2 separate regions of the Zea mays genome follow, and region 1 is linked to region 2. A link is a contact called in public Hi-C data. All regions are on one chromosome and are shown on one strand. Each heading gives the region's core, a stretch centred on a gene start, on an enhancer-like site or on the middle of the called end of the contact. The rest is flanking DNA. Distances are from core to core; before and after follow the strand shown. Region 1 holds the start of LOC100282992 (Inositol-tetrakisphosphate 1-kinase 3). Region 2 holds the start of LOC107275244 (Homeobox-leucine zipper protein HAT3).

Evidence for each region. A called contact is a pair of places that touch in the nucleus more often than the background predicts.
Region 1: a contact with region 2 is called in a Hi-C map of leaf, with 10 times the contacts expected there. The contact joins the promoter of LOC100282992 here to the promoter of LOC107275244 in region 2. A contact is called at or near these places in 3 of 25 Hi-C or Micro-C datasets (ear, leaf and tassel).

Annotation. Positions count from the first base shown.
Region 1 is chr1:111,713,359-111,718,312 of Zm-B73-REFERENCE-NAM-5.0, reverse strand. LOC100282992 (Inositol-tetrakisphosphate 1-kinase 3) reads left to right here and starts at 2,381. Exons shown (of 10, transcript NM_001155896.2): 1 at 2,381-2,809; 2 at 4,540-4,621; 3 at 4,798-4,830. The coding sequence starts at 2,637.
Region 2 is chr1:111,256,012-111,260,362 of Zm-B73-REFERENCE-NAM-5.0, reverse strand. LOC107275244 (Homeobox-leucine zipper protein HAT3) reads left to right here and starts at 2,640. Exons shown (of 3, transcript NM_001320548.1): 1 at 2,640-3,198; 2 at 3,310-3,389; 3 at 3,618-4,351. The coding sequence starts at 2,815. The coding sequence ends at 3,942.

The sequences.
Region 1 (4,954 bases), core at 1,132-3,631, 460 kb before region 2:
CTCACTCGGTCTAAGTGACCGTTTGAGAGAGGGAAAGGGTTGAAAGAGACCTGGTCTTTGTGACCACCTCAACGGGGAGTAGGTTTGCAAGAACCGAACCTCGGTAAAACAAATCACCGTGTCATCCGCTTTTATTCGCTTGTGATTTGTTTTCGCCCTCTCTTTCGGACTCGATTATATTTGTAACGCTAACCCCGGCTTGTAGTTGTGCTTAAACTTTATAAATTTCAGATTTGCCTATTCACCCCCTCTAGGCGACTTTCAGGACCACCTCACCAATCGGAAAGGACGAGAGGTCATAATATTCAATTAAGACCTAACGCACCTGCGTGGACACCTCCACCTCCACATACACCCATGTCATGTCATTATACATACATACCACTGCCACTATATATCCCGAATCAGATGTGGGGCGCGCCACCATATCCATTCGGGATACCATAATACCCCTCCTGGGGCACCTCAATCATCTGTTTTTGACAGGTTGACGCCTCCAGTATAAGACCGATTGAGAGCCCCTCAATTGGTCCACGAGCACAGGGCCAGCAAGATTACCGGACAACTCGGCCCAAAGGCTGACTAATCCGGCAGGGGGGCATATAGCTACAACCTCCAACAATACGATAAAAGGGAATGTCATTAAAATAGGAACAACAGATGTCGTCGTACGACAAAATAACGAAAGGGCGATGATTTTTGGTGAATTGGCTAACAAAAACAAAAAAGAAGATGCGGCTGTCAACAAAACAGTCGATCCAAAATACTCCATGCCCCGATGGTGCCCATCGGGATTGACACGATCGCAAAAGCGAAAATTACAGCGCCTCAGAGCAAAGGAGAATCAGGAAAAGGAGGCAGAAAAAATATTAAATGACACACATCCGCAGTATCCACCACCGCAAAAGAGATGGAGACCAAAGGCCATTGAGGAAAAGCAAACGACCACAAAGACAGAAAATAAAAGAACATCTATGCAGCTCTCTGCAGGTATGGCAGACAATCCGGCTATAAAGGCCGGACCACCCGTACAAGGCACAGACCGTTCAACCTCTAAGGTCGGACCGTCCGCACTACACCAGGACACCTCCAACGACGTACCGACACCCATGGAGGAAGACGACCTGCAAGGAGAAGACCTGGTCGACTATGGAGCTACGCCATAACACTTAGAAAATTAGGAAAGCAAGATGACAAATTGGTCAGGACCAGTACAACGCTCGACGGTGTTGGACTGACAGTTCGATCAAAGCTAAACAAGTCACGTCCGTTGGGTTAACCATCGTGACCAAGACCCTTGCGTACCATCCTAGTAGGTGGCAAGATGCCTAAGAAAGCCGATGTGATCACATCAGGTTAGTTGCTTTTGGTTCGCCTAGCTCCTCGAAAAGGCAGGGGGCATATGTTGAGCACCAAATTGAGCGACCGGACGGTCCGACCCTGAGGCTGGACGGCCCATGCGCGCTTAGAGCCAATTAGGGTTCCGAGTTTCTTGCTACAGCTGTTGGCTAGATTCACGGAATTAGCTCGGGGAATTTGTTTGTAACGGGTCTAGCCCCCTCCTCTATAAATACAGAGGAATACGACCGATTAATGATCAACAATCAAATCAATAATCAATACAATTCGCATTTTATCGTACACTTAGAAGTAGTTCTAGTCTAGTTCTAGTTTAGTCTTCCAATCCTCAAATTCTCCGCTTCTCTTAGCCTCTACGTCGATCAGATGAGTCTAGGTCGGTCTGCCGAGCCTAAACAACACCTAGGATCTGTCCTCCCCGACGGGGTCCCTCCGGCAGTGAACTCCGCCGCCCCTGCGCACGCGCGGACCCTCCGGCACGTCAGACAGGAAACCCAAGCCCTGCGCTAGGTCGCGGACAGTCTGGCCCCTGGCCGCGGACCGTCCGCGCCTGTGCATAGAGCACCGCCGCCGGTTCTCATTATAGTGAATGGCGCCCGAAAAGATGTCAACAGTACCTAAAACCAAACACTCTCACCTCAAACTTAAGTTTAGCTCCTGTCACGTCGAATATTTGGATGATAATTACAGGTATAAATATAGTCTGATTATAAAACTAATTACACAAATGAAGACCAAAAGATAATATGAATTTATTAAACTTAATAAAATTTATATTTTATACACCTAATTAATATTTAAATATTTAATATGACACGAACTAAATTTTAGCTAGAGAAATTAAACACCCCTAAGTCGCGCATGTATACGCATAAGGATAATATGATGATTTTTGTGAGCTAATTTTCAAGAGAAAGCTATAAAGGTTTGCGCAGCCGTAGAGGATCCGAGCAGCAGCCACGTGGGCCGTGCTCATGGTCCCTTTACGTCTACAAATACCCTCCCGCTCTCCCTCTCCTTCTTCTCTAGACTCCCCTTCGTCCCTTTCTCTCTCTTCACACTCGCCTCGCCATTAAAGCTCCAAAAAAGAAAAAAAGGCTGCGAAAAAAATCATCTTCTCTTCTCCTAAAATCTTCCACCTTGAACCGTCCCTGTCCGCGAATTTCTAGATGCCCCGATCGCTTCCGATTTTTTTCTGGATTTCTCCGATTTTTTGAAGTATTTTTCCTTGTGGACGGTTTCATTGCCATTCCTCGACGGGGTTAGGGTTTGCGGGGATGAGGGTGCACGGCGAGGTGTCGGACGATGAGGCGGCCGTGGCTGTGGTTGGGGAAACGGTGCCCTCCTCGCCGCCTCCCGCCTCCGTGGTGCAGCCGCTGGTGGTGGGGTACGCCCTCACCAAGAAGAAAGTCAAGAGCTTCCTGCAGCCCAAGCTGCTCGCGCTGGCCAGGTAAAGAATAGACCTGCTGATCCCCAGCGTCAACGCTGGAATCTTTTGTGTGGTTCTCCTAGGAGAAGAGGCGTGTGCTGTGGACTGTGATGGCTGATTTGGTTGACTGAAAGGGATATGATTTCTGTTTCATTTAATTTTTATGGACCAACGCGAACGAAATGGAAATGATGGTTAGTGGATTAAAACTTGGGATGAGTGGGGGCATTTATTAAATGTTCAATCTGCATTCTGACCAGATTATGCTGTTACCCTTCTTGGACAAATTCTCTAAAGGGAAGTTTTTTTTTTGATTCAGTAGAGTAGGAATTGCAGGAGCTGATTTTATTGTTAATTGATTTGGTTTCTATTGTTTTGGATGGAATGGAATTGACTGCATTTTCTCTGTGGACAAGGAATGTCGATATCATAACACTTAAGTAGTTAAGTGGATGCCTAGGCCCTAGTGGCTTCTGCATGAGTTTTATAGCTATGGACTGGGGGGCGTATATTATTTTACTAGTGTTTTGGAAGCAGTCTGGGAGGCTTGTTTGTCAAATGTTAATTCTAGTTCAAACTTTTAGTATCCATCTATTTTTACATGCAAATTTCATTTGGATGGCATCTTGGACTCTCATGTTGGAATATTCTTATGGATAACTACATCACATGTCTTGGATATGTGTTTAAAATGACCAGATGACCAAAATAATCTGCCAGACTATTTGGCAAAGAGTAAAACTTTTTTGAATTAAGAGTCACCTCAAATTATAGTACAATGTGGATATTATGACTTGACCAAGGCTTGGCACATGCTCACATCGATAAAAGATGGTGGAAAAAGGAAATGAAATAATTGGAACAGGGACATTTTTGTTTTCTCTGCGACAAGAGAATTATTTCATATTTCTTTTGAAGCATAGTTTGTATAGATTTTGCGTGTTTCAATAAGTCTTTCAAGCATTTGACTTCTGAATCAACTATATTTATTGTTATAGATTTGTTTATTACAAGTCTCAGGTACATGAAAATAGGAAATGTTTGATGCTTACGGTGTACCTGTTGGCTTCCAGCGAATTAAATTGTTATCATTAGTGTGTGTATTGTGTAGTTGGAGAATATTAGTCATATATTTACACCAGATAACATATATTCGTGATTCACTTAGGTCATTATTTTTTGTTATATTGGAAGAACATGAAGTTTCTGAATCAACAAAGCTTATGATGAAACTTCGATAATATGTGGCTTTAAGTTGCTACAGGGATATAAGATCATACAATAACAGGCTATATTATTTTGTCAGTCAACCTTAAGTTTGCTTTGGATAGGTTTATATATTATTTCTTCGCGTCCTTGTTCAAAATCAAGTAGAGCCTATGTAACTCAGGAAATCTTAAATTTTGTCTCCCAGATGTGATTACCCTTGCTACTTTAGTTTCACAAATATTTATTTATTTATTTATTTATTATATTGAGGTGTTGAAGCTGCCTTAGGGCCTGTTCGCTTCTACCGGAACAGACCCGGATTCATTCCAACTCATCGAAATCTATATAAATTAGAGAAGTAATCCGGCTAGAAATCAATCCTGAGCTTCAATCCCTAGTAACCGAACGGGGCCTTAATATTTTTTCAGTTGTTGCTCTTAGATGATCCTGCTAGTCCATGCTTGTTAATATGACCATTATACTGTTACCTGCCTTGGTTTTATACCGTTTGATGAGCCTTTTGTAAAACTGGATTTGTTTAGGAAGAAAGGCATTCATTTCGTATCAATTGATGAGACTTGCCCCCTCTCTGAACAAGGTCCATTTGACATCATTTTGCACAAGGTCCGTCCCTATGTCTTTCTCTTGATGTTCATCAAATTAAATCTTGGATATTGAAGTTTTGGGTATCCTTTATTTTTCCATAGGTTCTTTTGAACATCCAGATGCACTTCTCTGCATTTGTAATCCCATGCTGATTTTGTTTGCTTTGACTGAATTTCATGCTTTCTTTTTGTCAGCTTACTAGTAAGGAGTGGCAGCAAGTTTTGGAGGTAGGCTCTGAGCACCAAAGCGGAACCCTTCTTTTGTGCCATGTATAATTGTGTGCACCTCAGGGTGTGCATCATGTGTAGCTACTATTATGTTTTTCGTGTAGTTGTTTCTATTTGCAACATG
Region 2 (4,351 bases), core at 1,391-3,890:
CGCAGGACAGTGTTGCGCGCAACTACTTTGGATGAGGCAAACCCTCCGGGACTTTGGATACAATCTGAGCAAAGTCCCACTCCTATGTGATAATGAGAGTGAAATCCGCATGGCGGATAATCCTGTTGAACACAGCCGCACTAAGCACATAGACATCCGGCATCACTTTTTGAGAGACCACCAGCAAAAGGGAGATATCGAAGTGTTTTATGTTAGCACCGAGAACCAGCTAGCCGATATCTTTACCAAGCCTCTAGATGAGTCAACCTTTTGTAGGCTGCATAGTGAGCTAAATGTCTTAGATTCGCGTAACTTGGATTGACTTATAGCATACATGTGTTTTATGCATTTGATCAAGTTCCTTTATGCATTTATGAGATTTGTTGTTTAATGTATGGTGCTCAAGTTGTACACATGATCCCCGGACCTCACAAGTCCATGTGCAAGTGATGCACTTATTTACGAGGAGGCATGCCACAACTTGACACTTTGAGACTAACCTTGTGTTTGAGTTTACTTGTTTTAGTCTCAAAAGTGGATTGAAAGGGAAATGTGGACTTGGACCATGCAAGATTTCCACTGCACTCCGATGAGAGGGTAACTTACTCCAAGTTCATCTCCATGCTCTTTTTGCCTTTTTACTCTTAATTGAAGATTTTGGTGAGGCAATGGGGTTAAAGGGCCAATAATGATCCCGTTTTGGTGCTTAATGCCAAAGGGGGAGAAATTAAGGCCAAAGCAAGCAATGGATCAGCTACCACTTGAGAATTTTGAAAATAGTAGAGTTAGAGTTTTGGTTTTGTCAAAATACTCTTATTGTCTCTTATTGTCAAAAGTTGGTCTCTTGTGGGAGAATGGTTGATTATGGAAAAAGGGGGAATTTTTGAATTCTTGATCAATTTCTCTTGGAATACCTCTCTTTATGTCTCAACAAGTGGGTTTGACTTAGAGATAGGAAATTGAAGTTGATTTGCAAAAACAAACCAAGTGGTGGCAAAGAATGATCCTAATATGCCAAATTTGAATCAAAAACAATTCTTCTTCTTATTTGCATTGATGTTGCACTTCTATGTGTTGCTTTTTGTTGTGTTGGCATAAATCACCAAAAAGGGGGAGATTGAAAGGGAAATGTGCCCTTGGGCCATTTCTAAGTATTTTGGTGATTAAGTGCCAACACAAATGTTTAAGTGTTAAACAGTGCCAAATGGTGGATGAAGTGCGAATCAACACAAAGGTATGATTCTAGACTTAGTATATTGGTTTTTGTGTACTAACATATTTGTCTAAGTGCTAGAATCAGAGAAAAGACAAAAAGAAAATGACTTGGCTAAAGCAGCCAAGACTCTGCTCAGTCTAGGTGCACCGGACTGTCCGGTGGTGCACCGGACAGTGTCCGGTGCGCCAGGCTGGCTTTGGTCAAACTGGCCACTCTCGGGATTTCGTCGGCGGTGTACGGCTAAAAATCACCGGACTGTCCGGTGGTGCACCGGACTGTCCGGTGAGCCAACGGTCGGTCGAGCCAACAGTCGGCCGCACAATCCACGCGTGACGCGTGGCCGGGCCAACGGTCGGATGGGGGCACCGGATTGTCCGGTGTGCACCGGACAGTGTCCGGTGCGCCAACGGCTCTGAATCTTCAACGGTCGGTTGCACCTATTTTGGAAGGCGATCTGCACCGGACAGTGAACAGTGCTTGTCCGGTGGTGCACCGGACTGTCCGGTGTGCCACCCGACAGAAGACAAGAATTTCCTTCCTGGATTGCTTTCAACGGCTCCTAGCTGCCTTGGGGCTATAAAAGGGACCCCTAGGCGCATGGAGGAGGACACCAAGCATTCTTGATCATTCACACTCTGTCTTTGCGCACTCGATTGGCATTCTTAGTGATTTGAGCTCCGTTCTAGTGGTGAACCTTGTGTTATTCATTTGAGCTTAAGTCTTGGATGTGTGTGTGAGTATTGCTGTGGATTTGTGTGTGTTGCTTACCTCCCTTACTCTAGTTCTTTCACTTTGATCCTTATTGTAAGGGCGAGAGACTCCAAGTTGTGGAGATTTCTCGCAAACGGGAAAGAGTAAAGAAAGAAGAACACCCTAGTATTCAAGTGGATCTTTGGATCACTTGAAAGGGGTTGAGTGCAACCCTCGTCCATTGGGACGCCACAACGTGGACTAGGCAAGTGTTGGACTTGGCCGAACCACGGGATAAACCATTGTGTCTATCTGTGTTGATTTCTTTGTGGTTATCATGTTTTGCAAGAACTCCTCTCTAGCCACTTGGCTTTATTGGTCTAACACTTAATCAAGTTTGTGACTTTAAGTTTCAAGTTTTTACAGGATCATCTATTCACCCCCCTCTAGGTGCTCTCAAGCCTTCCATGTAAAAAAATTAATACAATATTTTGCAATGAATATTTGTGTGGGGATTATTTTTGCTTATACATATGAGAATGGGAAAAAGGGTGTTGGTCGTACACGTAGAATAATATGTACAATTCAATTCCTACCTTTTCATTTTTGTCAACCTTTGCAAGTGTGAAGTGCATTATTGTGTTTTGGATTGCCTGTTTGGGCTCAAGTGGACATCCTGCTGTCTGTTGCCACCCCCTCTATATGTATGGGTGTCCATCCTCCTCATCTCTCTCCCCCTCTCCTCCTCTAGCTTCTCCTTCTCTCTCTCTCCTTCCTGGACCATTCTCTCTATCTCCTTTCTCTCTCTACACATACTCAGACGAGCAGAAGCAGCTAGGGACACCATAGGCAAACTACTTCAGCAAGAAATTAAACTATCTCCTACGCAAGATCAGAAGAAACTGTGTATGGAGCAAGAAGAGGTTGGCCTCGCCCTGGGCCTCTCCCTCGGCTCCGGCCACCACCACCAGGAGCTCAAGCCCCAACATCCGTCGCATCCGTGTGCGGCGTTGTTGGAGCCTTCTCTGTCGCTCAGCGGCCCGGCGACCAAGGATGATGGCCCGACCGCACCGGTGAGGAGGTTCGCTGCCGTGAAGAGGGAGCTGCAGACGATGGAGGGGAACGACGACGAGGCCACCGGCAGGGTACTTGTCTACTCAGTGGCGTCGTCGGCGGTGGTTACTGCCGACGACGACGAAGGGTGCAACAGCAGCCGGAAGAAGCTGAGGCTGTCCAAGGAGCAGTCGGCGCTGCTGGAGGACCACTTCAAGGAGCACAGCACCCTCAACCCTGTAAGTCCTGTCCTGCTAGGCAGAAGTAGAACATATTATTAGGTTTAATTAGCGCTTCTGATGTCATTTTTTTTGGCTCGTGTTGTGCTTGTGCATAACGCATCTGAGCAGAAGCAGAAGGCTGCTTTGGCCAGACAACTGAACCTGAGCCCAAGGCAAGTGGAGGTTTGGTTCCAAAACAGAAGAGCCAGGTTAGTCATCACTCATATATTCACCTCAAAATCCATATCTCCTTTCAGTTTTTTTTCGTTCCATCATATATTCTTCGTCCCCAATTATTCTTAATATCTATTCCTAAAAAATCATTCAGAAATTAAACACATATATAATTACTTTTTAACAACGAATTATCTTAAGTACGTACTATATGATCTATTGGATATATATATAAAAACTATCCTGATGTGTTCTCCATGCAGAACCAAGCTGAAGCAGACAGAAGTGGACTGCGAGATTCTCAAGCGCTGCTGCGAGACGTTAACAGAGGAGAACCGGCGTCTCCACCGCGAGCTCCAGCAGCTCCGCGCCCTCAGCCACCCGCACCCCCACCCGGCTGCCTTTTTCATGCCCACCGCCGCTGCCGCTGCGCTCTCCATCTGCCCCTCCTGCCAGCGCCTTGTTGCCACCGGAGCATCTGCCGCCGCCGCAACCACCGCCGGTGCAGATAATAAGCCTAAGGCGGGCGGCCCCGGCGGCCGAGCGCCACACGTGTTCAGCCCTTTCACCAATTCTGCCGCCTGCTGAACACGCATACATATGTATATACATGCATGCGCACACATACATATATACGTATTTTTCTTTAGCGCTAGCCACGCTCTATCATTCATCGATGGTCATCTACTAGCTAGATAGTAATTGGTTCACTAGATGGCATATATTCCTGTCCCCTCCCCCCTTAATTCATTAGCTTTGTTTTTTCACAAGCTAATTAATGAATTGATAGCGGCGTCGCGTGAGGACGATGGAGCACCACGCATGCATATGATTCTAGTAGCAAAAACAAGAGATATATGTCTTGTTTAATTTGGTGTTGCTTCTGCTTAGTATAGTGCCCACTGCTGGTGCTGTAGCTGTAGCTTTAATTAGTAGGTGTTCCTGATGGATTTCCTCTTGTATTAGTTAACTGTCAGTCAGGGAATAGTAATGATGA